Linked DNA regions of Mus musculus: all the other regions are linked to region 2. The links are chromatin contacts, called in public HiChIP or PLAC-seq and promoter capture Hi-C maps. All regions are on one chromosome and are shown on one strand. Each heading gives the region's core, a stretch centred on a gene start, on an enhancer-like site or on the middle of the called end of the contact. The rest is flanking DNA. Distances are from core to core; before and after follow the strand shown. Region 1 holds the start of Cfap46 (cilia and flagella associated protein 46). Region 2 holds the start of Kndc1 (kinase non-catalytic C-lobe domain (KIND) containing 1). Region 3 holds the start of Echs1 (enoyl Coenzyme A hydratase, short chain, 1, mitochondrial). Region 4 has its middle 20 kb from the start of Gm32680. Region 5 holds the start of Caly (calcyon neuron-specific vesicular protein).

The links. Promoter capture Hi-C pulls out the DNA fragments that hold promoters and counts their contacts. HiChIP or PLAC-seq counts read pairs in DNA pulled down with a chosen protein or histone mark. Capture Hi-C pulls out chosen DNA fragments and counts their contacts.
Region 1: a contact with region 2 is called in an H3K4me3 HiChIP or PLAC-seq map of forebrain, with 5 times the contacts expected there. The contact joins the promoter of Cfap46 here to the promoter of Kndc1 in region 2. A contact is called at or near these places in 22 of 39 promoter capture datasets (the 3T3-L1 cell line, 3T3-L1-derived adipocytes, the C10 cell line and 11 more), 1 of 15 datasets of contacts at CTCF or cohesin (embryonic stem cells), 2 of 484 Hi-C or Micro-C datasets (embryonic fibroblasts and nephron progenitors), 13 of 115 datasets of contacts at active chromatin or transcription factors (T-cell acute lymphoblastic leukemia, embryonic basal ganglia, embryonic forebrain and 6 more) and 2 of 9 other capture datasets (adipose tissue and embryonic stem cells).
Region 3: a contact with region 2 is called in a promoter capture Hi-C map of embryonic stem cells. The contact joins the promoter of Echs1 here to the promoter of Kndc1 in region 2. A contact is called at or near these places in 2 of 39 promoter capture datasets (embryonic stem cells and hippocampal neurons), 1 of 115 datasets of contacts at active chromatin or transcription factors (pancreatic cancer cells) and 2 of 9 other capture datasets (adipose tissue and liver).
Region 4: a contact with region 2 is called in an H3K4me3 HiChIP or PLAC-seq map of forebrain, with 5 times the contacts expected there. The contact joins the enhancer-like site here to the promoter of Kndc1 in region 2. A contact is called at or near these places in 13 of 39 promoter capture datasets (the 3T3-L1 cell line, 3T3-L1-derived adipocytes, cranial neural crest and 6 more), 2 of 484 Hi-C or Micro-C datasets (embryonic fibroblasts and nephron progenitors), 8 of 115 datasets of contacts at active chromatin or transcription factors (embryonic basal ganglia, embryonic forebrain, embryonic hindbrain and 4 more) and 2 of 9 other capture datasets (embryonic stem cells and pancreatic islet).
Region 5: a promoter capture Hi-C map of pancreatic islet shows a contact between it and region 2. The contact joins the promoter of Caly here to the promoter of Kndc1 in region 2. A contact is called at or near these places in 3 of 39 promoter capture datasets (the HPC-7 cell line, embryonic stem cells and neural stem cells), 10 of 484 Hi-C or Micro-C datasets (embryonic stem cells, epiblasts, morula and 2 more), 5 of 115 datasets of contacts at active chromatin or transcription factors (embryonic stem cells and pancreatic cancer cells) and 2 of 9 other capture datasets (liver and pancreatic islet).

What each region holds. Positions count from the first base shown.
Region 1 is chr7:139,682,481-139,685,180 of GRCm38.p6, reverse strand. It overlaps Cfap46 (cilia and flagella associated protein 46), which reads left to right and starts at 1,366. Exons shown (of 59, transcript NM_001302546.1): 1 at 1,366-1,459; 2 at 1,711-1,835; 3 at 2,046-2,177; 4 at 2,636-2,700. The coding sequence starts at 1,411. It overlaps Gm32680 (a long non-coding RNA gene), which reads right to left and starts at 1,127. Exons shown (of 3, transcript XR_389968.2): 1 at 1,042-1,127.
Region 2 is chr7:139,893,265-139,895,968 of GRCm38.p6, reverse strand. It overlaps Kndc1 (kinase non-catalytic C-lobe domain (KIND) containing 1), which reads right to left and starts at 1,273. Exons shown (of 31, transcript NM_177261.4): 1 at 681-1,273. The coding sequence starts at 782.
Region 3 is chr7:140,115,126-140,117,896 of GRCm38.p6, reverse strand. Echs1 (enoyl Coenzyme A hydratase, short chain, 1, mitochondrial) reads left to right here and starts at 1,476. Exons shown (of 8, transcript NM_053119.3): 1 at 1,476-1,590. The coding sequence starts at 1,503. It also overlaps a transcript of Paox not described here.
Region 4 is chr7:139,702,640-139,705,474 of GRCm38.p6, reverse strand. No RefSeq gene overlaps it. Among named protein-coding and RNA genes, the nearest start is that of Gm32680, 20 kb to the right of the region's middle. Within about 2 kb of position 1,489, at least 24 of the 459 cell types and tissues checked have an H3K27ac peak or open chromatin away from gene starts, as enhancers often do.
Region 5 is chr7:140,081,153-140,083,852 of GRCm38.p6, reverse strand. Caly (calcyon neuron-specific vesicular protein) reads left to right here and starts at 1,305. Exons shown (of 5, transcript NM_001190385.1): 1 at 1,305-1,391.

The sequences.
Region 1 (2,700 bases), core at 117-2,616, 210 kb after region 2:
GCATTTCTTTGTGTTGTTTCTCTGATTACTGGCAACGGTGGCGGCTGCACTCATTCCCTGCTCACTGGGTAGTCAAGTAGCTCACGTTGTCAAGTGTCTATCCAAGTCTTTGGCATCTTCTAAAACTTGCCTGTGATTTATCCATTGAACTCTTATATAATCTAGACACAGGTCTTGTATTAGATTTTATTATGAATGTTTTCTTCTAACCTGTAGTCTACCTTTTCATTTTCCTAACAGCTTCTTTCAAAAGATCAGAAGACTCTACTTCTGAGGAAAGATTTTATCTGTTTCTCCCTCTGTGGTTTTTTAGTTTGCGCCTGCTAAGGTCTCACGGGCTCATGTGCTGACTCATAGTCCCAGCAGGTGGCGCTATTTCGAGAGGTTCGGTATTCTTTAAGAGGTGGTGTCTGGCTAGAGGAAGTAGGTCACTGGGGGCGTGGCCTTGGGGACTGCGGCTTTTTCCCTTAGATCTTGTATACACGTTTGTCCTTCTGCACGCCGTTCTAAACGCTCATTTAGGATACTAGAGTCAGCTTTGTCTTTGCCTATACGCCTGCTAACCTGCTGCCCACCTGCTGCCCCGGGGATCTCCATCATTGCCCACCGACCACTGCTTCTCAGCTGATGAAGCGCAGCTCCTCCTGCAGCTCCGGGCTCTGCCCCAGCTTGGACCTCCAAGACTACTATGTCTTAATGAAAGTCATCTCTAAGAGTGATCCTCGAACAAGGGCTCTAGAGCGTTTGTGGCGTCCCCCCACCCCACCCCCCGCATCCTTCCTGATCCCAGAACTGCTCCAATTCCAAGGCTTCTTGCCCAGGCAGCAGCTACAGGCGGGTCTACTCAGTCTTCACTCCTCAGATCCCTTAGATAATGTCACACATGTAGACCCGCCACAGGTGGCCCTTGCAGATAGAAAGGGGCACGCTTTCTGAGGCTGGCAACTTCCCTGTCCGACTGGTACCCAGCAGCCCACCTTCCTGCTCTGGTAGGCATCTTCTGTTAGATCTTTTTCCTGCATCCGTCCAGCCCGCGCTTACCGGAGCAGGGAGGTTTTGTGGAGTTCCCTTGTCTTTCTGTGCCGCAACAGAGCAGGACACAGAAACATGGGTGGATGGATGGGAGGTGAGCGCAGCCTGGCAAGGAAAGTGAAGACAGCATGGTATGGGTGCCCTGGGTGCCAATTCAACACTCAAGAGTTCTTGACCTGGCCTCACTCGGTGTCCATCAGTTCCGCTCCGCCTGCTTCTTGTCTACTTCCCCGCCCCCTTCCCCTCCCTACTCCCAGCGTCACGGACTCCTCAAGTGTAGCCCCGCCCCGAGCTCCCGCGTCCTTGGTCTGGGCCCCGTCTCTAGGCAACCGCTACTGGTCCAGCAGTGGAGCTGTATAGTTGAGGGCCTCCAGGGCCATGGACCTGATCATAACGCAGGAACTGGCCCGTGCCCGGAATCAACAAGGTGGGTCTCACTCTAACTTTGCTGATGGGAACCCCTTGACCTAAGTAGAGTGGCACAAAAGTCCGTGATGCGATGCGGTGGATACAGTTGTTGAACCCTGGCCTAGTCGCTGAGTGGGGATGGTTGAAAGCAACCTGGCCAGGAATTCAGACCCATATTTCTGTGCCAGAGGAAGGCTCTTCCAGGGACTGTGGACTGTGTCTCTCTGACATACCTATGCTGGGCCCCTCTGCTGATCCTCTGCCCGATAGATGCAACTGCCCTGCGAAGAGCTTATGAACTGATCAAGTCTGCAAACCTGGGAAAGTCGGAGCTTGACCCCACAGAGAGCTTCAGCCCGGACCTGTTTGTGCTGTGTGCAGAGCAGGCACTCAAGGTGAAGCCCTTGAGTGACTGGCTGTCACTGGCACACAATGAACCTGTCCCCACCTTCACATCTTTGGGTGTAAACGGCACAGGGTTAGGGTGGATGGGACATTTGATGAGTGTTGTGAGTATAGAAATGACCAAGCTAGCCTCACCAGTGACCCAGAGCGCCTTCATCCTGGGCATCTTCCTTCCTCTTCCTGGCTTCAATCTCCTACAGATGAAAGAGCCTGAGATAAGCGAAGACTGCATCCAGATGTACTTCAAAGTGAAGGCGCCAATCACTCAGTTTTTGGGCCGAGCGCACCTGTGCAGGGCCCAGCTTTGTGCCCCACAGTCAGAGGAAAATGTGGTAAGACTACCCCTCTCCACTTCTCACCCCACCTCCAGGGATGGCAGCAAGGCAGGTCTTAGAGAAGCTTTAAAGCAAAATGGGACTGAGGAACCAGAGTCTCCTTCACAGTGATGCAAAAAACATCGGCAGTTCCCATTTGTGCTTTTCTCTCCGCTCGGTACTCGCCAGGTGCCTGACATGAGTCCATATGACCTCCCACCTCTGCAAGGGGGTGCTATGACCTTTCTGTCTTCTCTCCCCCAAAGCCCTTCCTGGGCTGGGCAGAGCGGGAGGTGGGAGAGTCTGGAACCCACAGGCACAGCCAGCTGTGGTTGCTCAAGGGTCTTCGCTGTCCCCGGACTGTGCATAAGCTGGGGTGAAAACCAGTTTGCATTGGATGCCAGGAATGAAGATGAGCAGCAGTGGGTGCTGGGGTGGCTAGTTGGCTCACCTGGGTATTCTTTGTGCTGTCTTAGGAAGAATTTGAAAATTGCGTGACACAGTACATGAAGGCCATAAACTTTGCAAAAGGAGAACCGAG
Region 2 (2,704 bases), core at 24-2,523:
CTAGCACCAGGGTATTTCAGGGACTAAAGAATGGTGTATTCTTTACAGGGACTCCAGAGCCTGGTTTGGAGGAGCTCCTCAAAGGTCCTGTATTCTTGAGGGAGCTCAAGATACCCCCGGGAGCATTTTTTTGGGGGGGGCTGCTTGCCATGCTTTTTCAAAACATGGAGTTTGTGCATGACCATTGTTTGGGGGCTTAGGGAAGGGGTCCCTCGCTTCTCCAACCAAGAGGGGCTCTGTGTAGCTCCAGCCACTCTGTACTAGAGGCTCTCAGGGAACTTGGGGGAGGAAGGTTTTTCCAGAGAAGGAAGAACCCTCAATGATGGGAAGGGGTCTCACTGGCCATTCCTAAGCTCATCTGCTTCAACACCTGGCCAGCTGTGGAGGTCAGGTGTGTCCCTATTGTCCCTACCTGCCAGAATCTTCACCCTCCCCCCCCCAATTCTGTTCAAGGATTAAAACCAAGAGCCCATTCCTCCAGTAGCCAACTTTACAGGGACAGTCCCATTGCTGTCCCATATAGCATTCCAGCTGTTCTGTGGCGGGTGGGGCTGAGGACAGGATCCCCTAGCAGTTGCTACTATGAGGGGCCAGAATCTATGCAGCAGAAGAGCTGTGTTCCACCCACTTCTTTTCCCCACCCCTTTTCTGGAGCAGGTGGGCTTCTGGGACGGGCTCACCTCATCCTCCGGCAGGGTGGGGAGCGGCTCGAAGTCGTAGAAGTCCAAGTCCTTGCCATCTTCCTCGTAGAAGCCCCGGGAGGCTGGGTCCATGGCCTGCATCTTGGCGCTCAGCAGGGCCTGCGCGCAGGTTGCAACTCTGGCCCTGGACAGAGCTCCGGTCTGGGATCCCCTCCCCAGCAGGTTTTCTCTGGGTCAGATCCCCTCTCTGGCGGGTCCTTTCCCGGGCAGATCCCGGTCCAAGCTGGCTGCCGCCTCTGAGCCTGCCGGGCTGAGCTGGGCACCGCCAGCTACGCGCGCCCGGCCGCCATGGCAACGCGCCCGCTGCCTGCCGCAGTGTCGCCAAACGGTGGCGCGGGGACGCCTGGGGCGGGGCCGGGGGTGGCTCCCTGAGGGCCGTGGTCACTGGCGGGCCGGGGCCGAGTTTGGGCTCCGCAGATGTCTTCAACTACGTCAGCCTCCGGGGTGCACCCTGCGCCTGCCTGCGCTGTCTGTGACAGTTCGGGGCGGAGCCACTCCGCGCAGCGGCCATCCTAGGGGTCTGCACCTACCTAGACTGAGGGTACCAAGGCTGAGCCCACCTAGATCACACTGGTCCTCAGGACTTTCGCAGTTCCCGCCCCACCCAACCCAGGGGCGGGGTTGCTGCAGTCACCTCCAGTGGCAGCCACGGACTGGGGCAGGTACTGGGTTCTTTAGCTCCTGGAGTCTTTTCCTTGGCTGGGTCCAGTGATGGGCAGAGAATCAGAGTTCATTCACCACAAGCACAGCAAAGGACTACATGGCTCTCCCAAACTTGGCAAAGGACAGACATAGAACCCCTTCCACAGGCTAGTGTTTTTGTTTCTGACAGTCTTTACAACCTTAGCTGGCAGAACTATGGACCACAGCTCCTGAAGCACACTGTAGGTCAGATCGGCTCCTGGCATTGCTGGCTCTATCCCTAGAGCCTAGACTGATCAGACATAATAGTAGACACTCTGCTATGCGCTCCTTGAGTGAAGGAGGGTGGGTTTGTAACTGGTCATGCAGAGTCCAAGGATACAACGCAGTTAGGGATGCTAATTCTCAACAGCCTGCCCTTAGGGCTTCCAATTATTAGCTATTCAAGAGCTTGCAGCCAGGGTAGGTGATGGAAGGTACTGGAAACTTGAGTTGGAGAACAGACATCTCACAGGTCTGCTCACTCCTCCAACACTGTTTTGGGTCAGAAGGGGGCAGATGTGACCAGCAGACACTGTTTGGACTCCCGGGCTTTAGCTGCAACCTGTCTCCGGGCTCTAGATAGATGGCTGAGCCCTGTGCCTCAGTCCGCTGCTTTGGGCCAAGCTGACTCCTTCCTTTGTTCAAGCTTTGATGCTTCTCAGCCACCTTTTCCTCCATGTGCTGCCCTGGTCTGTGCTCTCCTAACCTGTTCTCCACCCAGCCTATACACTTCCAGCCTGTCCTCTCCCTGGTCTGTGCTCCCCAGCCTGTCCTCCCCCTGGTCTGTGCTCCCCAGTCTGTCTTCCCCTGGTCTGTGCTCCCCAACCTGTTCTCTACCCAGCCTGTACACTTCCAGCCTATCCTCTCCTTGTTGTGTGCTCCCCAGCCTGTCCTCCACCCACCCTGTGCTCCCCAGCCTGTCCTCCACTCAGCCTGTACACTCCCAGGCTGTCCTCTGCCCAGCTTGTGCTCCCCAGCCTGTCCTCCACCCAGCCTGTACACTTCCAGCCTGTCTTCCACCCAGCCTGTCCTCCACCCAGCCTGTGCTCCCCAGCCTGTTCTTCAATCCACTCCCTCCAGCCCGTGCTCCCTTAGTTTATCCTCCTCTGTAGGCTGTGATGCCCTCAGCTTGTGCTCCTCCAGCCACGCTCTTATCCCAGTCTGTGCTCCCTACAAAAGGTGCTCCCAAGTCTGTGCTCCTCTGTAGCCTATGTTGTCCTGAGCCTGTTCCCCTGAGCCTGTTCCCCTGAGCCTGTGCTCTCCAAATCTGTGCTGCCCAGGCTTATGCTTCCCAGCCTGTGCTCTCTCCACAGGCAGTG
Region 3 (2,771 bases), core at 227-2,726, 220 kb before region 2:
TTTATTCCTTTGTCCCTAAACTCAAGAGAATATTAGGCACCTAACCTCAACACCAGTCCTGGGTTGTTAAATAAATTGTGTTTGAGACATTTCATTTTGGAACTACTGTCATGGTTGCTTAGCCTATGCTAACACAGAGACCTGGAGCAAAGGTTTGGTGGTGGTCTGTTTCTGTTTATATTCTATCTTAGTCTTGAAATAAAGTTTGCTGACTGTTCTATTCTGGTTTGGATTGTTTTCTTTAAAGTATTGAGAATCCAAACCTACTCCATCTTGGGACCAGCCTCTATCTAAAAGAAAAAAAAAAAAAAAGCCTGAGAACTTGACCTACAGAAGAACCCAGGTTGTACCCACGTACCAGGAAAGACCCCATGGCTTGTCCTTGGCCAGCGTTACTCTGTAGCTACTTCCTAACAACAGTAAAACAAAGACTAGCCTGATTGTTTCAGATGCACTTTCAGACCCTTTGTGACTGAATACAGTCGGCTTACAATAGACCTTCAGTTAGATACTTTCCAAGATGGACACCCCCTCTCTTACCTTCCATTTCTTGTAAAGCCCTGTCCAGATGAGAGTTCAAGGCTTCTCTGCCTTCCCTTCCTGTCCTGCTGTGTCAGGGTTGAGTTGGAGGAGAGGGCCCAAGCCTGAGCCTGTAATAGAGACCCTAATACTATTACATCGAAAAGGCTCCTTGGTGGACTTTTGGGGTTCACAAACTTCCCGGCATAACAGTATCAAGCTTGCTTTTGTCTGGAGATTCTGTCCTTTATCTCTATCCTAGGGTTTGCAGGACCAGGGCAAGAATACAAATGAAGGCCTGATAATACTTGCTAAATATTTTTAAGTTATAATTCAAGATAATTTACGTGAACAAAACATTGGCTTTCTTTTAAATTTATGTGAAATCTTCTCATCTTGTAAAATCACAGCTATTTCTAACCTGGTGTTATGAAGCTAGTCAGTTGTCATGTAAAGAATACCTCTGGAGCAGGGTATAATGGCTCATGCCTTTAATCCAAGCATTTGGAAGGCAGAGGCAAATGGATCTCTGTGAGATTGAGAAACAGCCTGGCCCATAAGGAGGGTTCCAGCCAACCAGGGCTATGAAGTAAGACCCTCACACAAAGCTAAACAAAACCGTCTTGCACTTTACCGCTTTATGCTTTATTACTGTATCTGTGATCGCGTCTTCCCGTAGTTTTTCCCCTGGTCAAGAACGAAAGCATACGGCCATCACAGGGGAAAGGGCACAGCCATGTCTCCCAGTCTGGCTTCGTAAACCGGGCACCCGCCAAGGGCACACCACCAAAGTGATGCAATTAACAGACTACTCCAAGAACCGCAGCCCAGCACCCCACGCTGCCCCACCCCGCCCTCTGTACCAGCCCGCTCAGGTCACGGGTCCACCCCTTAAGCTTCCGTCTTCATCCCGCCTGGGATCTGGGGCGGAGCGATTCTGCAGGCGGGGCGATTCTGTGGGCGGAACACATCGTCTCTCCGCCATGGCGGCCCTGCGTGCTCTGCTGCCCAGAGCCTGTAGCTCACTGTTGTCCTCAGTCCGCTGCCCAGAACTACGGCGCTTCGCCTCGGGTGAGTGCGGACACCGGCGGGGTGCGTCACCCCACCCACGTTGGGTGGTTTCTCCACCCATAACCTCTGGGTGGTCCCTAAACCCCGGCCTGCACGCATCCTCACTTGATCCTGGCCCTTCTCTCCTAACTCTAGATCTTTTGTCTGACCCCCTACTTCCACAAGCATGCACTCCCAACACTTGACTCTGAAGTACCTGGACCCTGGATTCGAGTACGCATCCCCACACTAAACCCAGATTTCCTGCAAGTGACCACTGACTCTAGCTTGGTGATCTTCCTTCTGAGCCTCCAACTCCAGCGCTCGACTGACCCCTTCCCAATTCCTTACCCCGTTCCCCGCTCCTCAGTCTGACCTTAGTCTCACCTTACAAGCCCAGCCAGATCCTAGCACCTCGAAGCCATGTCTAGTGGGAGGGCTCTGGGTGTAATAGCTTCTCAACGCTCGAACTTTTATGAGTGTCAGCTGGGAACATGCATGTTGGTTGTGAAATCCCATGTGTTTAGGTAGCTTTAAGAGAATGTGAAAGTAGGTTAAGTAAGACAGCCTGGGTATTGGGAAAGGTTTGTCCATAGTGCCTCCTGTCTAGTCTCTGCTGTTTCCACAGTCTCTCCTGATCGTGTCCTTCAAGCCACCCAATCAGCGTAGCCCATACCGACACACCCACTTTCCTTCCTAGCCAGCTGAATAGTTCCTCCCTTCCCACTCCTTGGCTCAACTCCTCTACAGACTTCTAGTACTCCACTGTGAATTTTTTTTTAATATTTTTTATTTAGTATTTTCCTCATTTACATTTCCAATGCTATCCCAAAAGTTCCCCATACCCTCCCCACCACTCCCCTACCCACCCACTCCCACTTTTTGGCCCTGGCGTTCCCCTGTACTGGGGCATATAAAGTTTGCAAGTCCAATGGGCCTCTTTCTGTTGATGGCCGACTAGGCCATCTTTTGATACATATGCGGCTAGAGTCAAGAGCTCCGGGGTACTGGTTAGCTCATAATGTTGTTCTACCTATAGGGTTGCACCTTTAGCTCCTTGGGTATTTTCTCTAGCTCCTCCATTGGGGGCCCTGTGATCCATCCAATAGCTGACTGTGAGCATCCACTTCTGTGTTCGCTAGGCCCCGGCATAGTCTCACAAGAGACAGCCATATCTGGGTCCTTTCAGCAAAATCATGCTA
Region 4 (2,835 bases), core at 240-2,739, 190 kb after region 2:
GGCTTTTCCACAGAGGGAATGCCTCCCTCGAGATGTTCACACAGCCTGGCTGCTCTGTGAACCTGGTAGTCCAGAAATTCTGTTCTCATCTGGGGACAGTTTAAAAACAGCTCATTGTGGTTCCAGGATGCACAAGTCTGCCTGCCGTCTGAGAACATGAGATAAGAGTCAGGAGGCCCAGTGTCTCCAAAGGTGCTGATGCAGAGACAATCTTCCCCCACCAGAAAGCTAGCAGCTGAGGCAGGTGGTCAGATGGCCTTGGCCTTGTTTCTGTGTGGAAGAAACCTGTGGTTGGAAGGGCCCCTGTGCTGGTTTGCTTTCTCATGGCCTCTGATCTCAAAACAGCTGGTCCTTAGGGGAAAACAACTTGCCGATCTTCAAGCTGGGGGACAGCTAGGGGTAGGAACCTGGGGTCTGGGAAAACCTGATGCTGTGGATGAGAAGAGATTGGGCTGCTCTGTAAGGACCTGAGACTAGGACAGTCTCTCTCTCTCTCTCTCTCTCTCTCTCTCTCTCTCTCTCTCTCTCTCTAAAAGCAGTAAAATATGAAACTATCTCACTAGGATTTGGCTGCAAGCCATGGCTCAGAAACCAAGCTACCAAGCTGGCCACGAAAGGAACCCAGTCAGCTCACAAATTGGGAGGAAGGGAAGGAGAAGGAAGGTAGACAGGGAGACTGTAGCTTCTGTGGCATGATCTTTGCTCTTCCTGGGCCCAGTCCTGCCCCCAATAGCCATCTGGAGCCCCAGCTAACCCCTGCCTACCTTTGAGAGTCGGGGGACTATAAGAAGGAGTGGCACCCTCTGGACTCCTCTTAGCCAGTGGGCTGCTACCCTGGAATGTCTCATTGTGAGTGAGATGCTTGTGAGCAAGCATTCATCACTCTTCCTCAGACTGCAGACCCTCACGTGGTTCTGCAAGTGCGCTAGGATCCTGCCTGGGGTACTTGCGCTCTTCCCAAGACAGATCAGGCTGCATTTGCTGGCTAGAGGGGGCAGAGGATAGGCTGCACTTCAGGGTATTCTGACAGCCTACTTCACTCCAGCTGCCCACCACACTGGGATGGGCTCCTGTGCTGATCTGCCTTTAGACCTGCTCATTTCTGCCCCAGTTTCCAGATCTTTACAGAAGAGCAGAGGTGCCTTTGCCATGGTCCTCTGCTTCCAATACTTGGCAGACATATACCTGTACTCAGCGTTCATCCCCACCCCCAGCATCTCCACCAGGCCAGGTTCTTCTTGTCTCCCAGACTCATTGGCATCCAGAGCATGCAAGCCTCCTTGTGTCTTGTCCAGCCTGAGTCTAAACCCTCCCTTTCTTCCCAGGGCCTTGTTTCTGCATGACAACCATAGCCAGGTGGCCAGGTGAAGATGTCCCTGGGCCCCTCTACCCAAGACCTTCTGAAGCCTCAAAACCTATGGGTGAAGAGCTGATGCTTGCCTGGCTTTAAATAGCTCTGCAGGGAGGTGAGGCAACTCAGCTCAGAGGACAGGAAGGTAATCACGCCTGACAAGTGTTATTTTTACCCAGATCTGTCCAGCTGCGGGGGGTGGGGGTGGGGGCTTATGTAACTAAAAGCAGGATATTTGCTAAGTCTAAGTAAACCTTCAAAAGTGGGAAGGGAGAAAGGGGGGAGGAGAAAGGAGGAAGAGAGGGAGGGGAGGACGAAGAAAAGGAAGAGAGAGGGAAGAAGGAGGAGAAAGATAGAAACAGAGGTGAAGGGAGGGTGGGTGTAGAGATGGAAAGAGAGAAGGAAGAAAGAGGAAGGGAGAAAATCGGCAGATGCCAGGTCAGCACAGAACAGCTGATACTTTCCTTTGCTGCCACCTGGTGGTCACCAGTGTCCTCTATAGGTACGGAGTCACCCACAGCACCCTGGAGTAAGCTGGGACAAGTGTAGCTAACTTAAGTGGGGCACAGGGAAGAGGCCTGCCAGCCTGTGCTGAGGACTGGGCCTTCAGCTCCCATCACAGCTAATGGTGATGTCTACCTGACCACAGAGCTTGGAGTGGATAGGGTGGAACTGATCGTCCACATCTGAGGATGGGGAAGCTGTCAGGAAGCAGTGAGCACCATGACACTTTCCTGTCCCAAGGAAGACACAGAGCATGCCGTCACCTACCAGGATCCTGAACTGAGGGTTCCAGACACTGTCTCGTAGGCTGGTGATAGAGATATCCAACATCTTGGGCTGGACCCAGGGACAGTGTATGCTTGAAGTCCACACAGCATGTAGAATGAATGGTTTAAGGCCCCTGCCCCTTGGGATTCTGGAAGGGCTGGTAAGTTACAATGTATGCTTCTATAACAGAGAGATATGGCCTCAAGGGGAAGGGGAAATGGCCCTCCCCTAGTCCCCATGAGTAAGCCTGTCTAAAATGGTTTGTTACCTCCATGAGCACAGCTCCAGCACAGCCCCATCCATACTAGTAGCCTCAGCCACCCGCCAGCAGGTTCAGATCTCTACAGTGAAAAAAGAGAGGCAGTATTTTGAAAGCGATGAAGAGGAGTAAACAGCATGATGCTCGTGCATATGGAGCCCCAGAAGGACATGAGAAAGACAGTAGACAAAAACCTAAGGGAATATGGCCAAGAGAAGTCCAACAAGCCTGAAGCAGAATAAACATAGAGAAGTCAGACCTAAACACACAGACCAGGAGCGAGTCGGTAGAGTGACCAGGGTTGGGGGTGGGGAGAAAAATGATCAGACAATGATGACACAGCCGGGCATGGTGGCGCATGCCTTTAATCCCAGCACTTGGGAGGCAGAAGCAGGCGGATTTCTGAGTTTGAGGCCAGCCTGGTCTACAAAGTGAGTTCCAGGACAGCCAGGAC
Region 5 (2,700 bases), core at 56-2,555, 190 kb before region 2:
CAGGGCTGGAGAGATGGCTCAGCGGTTAAGAGCACTTGACTGTTCTTCTGAAGGTCCTGAGTTCAAATACATGGTGACTCACAACCATCCGTAATAAGATCTGATGCCCTCTTCTGGTGTGTCTGAAGACAGCTACAGTTTACTTTTGTATAATAATAAATAAATCTTTAGGCTGGATTGAGTGGGCTCCACCAGAGTGAGCAGAGGTCCTGAATTCAAATTCCCAGCAACCACATGATGGCTCACAACCATCAGTACAGCTACAGTGTACTCATATACATAAAATAAATAAATAAATCTTTTTTAAGGCGGATTCCAGTCAACAGCAAGACAGAACTGTGAACAGAGAGTACTGCTGCCTCGAGCGGAAGACCAGGAGAAGCACGGCCACTAGAGATGCCCTGTGTGAAGCGAGGCATACTATCAACTAAACATCTGTCCAGTGCCTTCTGCATATTACCATTATTCAGGCACCAGTGACCAAGCAAGACAAGGCCAGTCCTAGGAAAGCTTCCAGCCCAGAAATTCAGACATGGAAAGGCGTCTAGAGGAGCGCCCTCTAGGTCAGAGGCCAACCACAGCTGTCCTGACCCCAGCTTCTATTGTGAGATCTCAGGGGAAGGAACAGGCTCTCCCTTAACCCCTGGAATCCCAGCTGGAGGAGCAGCCAGGGCTCCTCTGGTCTCCTGGTTGCCCCCCTGCAGTGAAGTGACATGAGATGTGAGAACTGGTGTGATGTATGCCTTTGCATGCTGTGTGTGTCAGGGGTGTAAATTGTGTATGAAGTGTGTCTTAGCAATATGTAGCCGGGCAGTGGTGGCGCACGTCTTTAATCCCAGCACTTGGGAGGCAGAGGCGGTGGATTTCTGAGTTTGAGGCCTGGTCTACAGAATGAGTTCCAGGACAGCCAGGGCTACACAGAGAAACCCTGTCTTGAAAAACAAAAAACAAACAAATAAACAAAAATCAACAACAAAAAAAAAGAAAGAAAGAAAGAAAGAAAGAAAGGAAGGAAGGAAGGAAGGAAGGAAGGAAGAAAGAAAGAAAGGAAGGAAGGAAGAAAGAAAGAAAGAAAGCAAGCAATATGTGCGTATGGGAGGGTGAAGTGTGTATCAAGTATGTGAAATGTATTTCGTGGGTGTGTGAAGTGCTTGTGTCAGGTGTGTGAGTGTGATAAGAGACAGTGCAGAGATCTGCCGTGGGAGGGGGTGTGAGGCCACCTGAGCCACAGTGGTCCCTCCTCCAGCCTGCATCTCCATGGCAACCACAGCCTCGCTCTCAGGCTTCAGCCCCTAGCCCGCCCCGCCTGGTGGTGAAGCGCCTGGAACTGCATCCTCCGCATCTACACTGCATCCCTGTCCTCCCGCGACTGCGTCCTGCAGCAACTGCCTGTGAGCCATTTCCACGTTTCTCCTTTTGGAATGGGGACGAGGGGGCCAGCATGTGTGCGTGGGTGTGCAAGGGTGCAGGGATGTGAGAGGTGCGAGGAAGGGGGCGGGTGCAAGAGTGTGTGACTGTGCGTCTGTGGGATGTACGTGCAAAGATATGGGTGTAGGGGTTGAGAGTCTATGTGGGAGTGATTTGACTGATCCGATGTCTGCCAGAGCGGTGGAGCACAGCCATCTCCTTCCTGTGGTCTCCACTAGAAGTCAGGTTGGCCCCGCTGGCTCCGGTGGAGGGTGGTCATTAGACCTCTCGGGACAGTTGGGGGCAGCAGCTCTGCTGGCTTGAGGTGGATGGAAAGGTCCCTAGACCTCAAGGTATGTCGAGAAACCCCTACAGGCCAGTGGCAGCCTGGACATTAGGAAGAATTATGGCTGCTCAGCCTGCACAAACCCCATATGAAGCTGCAAATCCTTATCCTGGGCATAGTAGGGTAGCAGGGGCGGCGGGACAGCTGGACCTCATCTCGCCCAGTTCATGGTGACTGCAGACCCCCTCCTTGTGGGCTGGCTCCACCTCTGCAGGTCTGGGAGAGCCAGTGGGAGCTGTGCATCTCCAAGGTGGCCCAGGGGCAAAACCGTCAGCTCCTGTTCGGGTCTGACTGCTGGGTGCTGGGTGTTAAAAAAGGAAACAGCTCGATGGAGAGAAAGGGATTAGCAGAAGGGGTGTTGCCCAGAACATTGAGCGTTAGGGCCTGATGGGGGTCGCTGAGTGAAGGTTAAAGGATGGTAGGAGGTATGATAGCCATTTGTCTCAAACCACCTGCCGCGGGGCTTGGCTCTAGATGCTGGGCCACAGGTGGCTGGTGAGTGTCGGGAGCCACAAGCAGCTGTGCCCCTCCTCTCTGTCCCTCTTTGCTTGGGCCCCACAGAACAACAGCCGTTCAAACTGGAGGCAAACATCTATGACCTAAAAGGCTTGGGTGCAAGCAGACCAGGGTGGGCACTGCGGCAGCGTCGTAAGAGGAGAGCACGAGCCCCCACCAATGTGCACTTCTGTGTGACGCAGCATGAAAGGGTCCGTGTGAACGTGAGTCTGTGACCTCTAACCCAGCTTTTATGGGTTTTCAAATAAAAATTCGCATCCTCCAATATTTGTCCGTCAGCGTCTTGTTGGTGCATAGACCGTGATCAGAGATACCCGCCCCACCACCCCCGGAGAGCGCTGAAAATGAAAAACAAACTCTCGGGAGACCAAATGACAGAGTGGGATAGAGGGGAGGACCCGTGGATGATGTTAGGAAGTCTTCCCAATTCT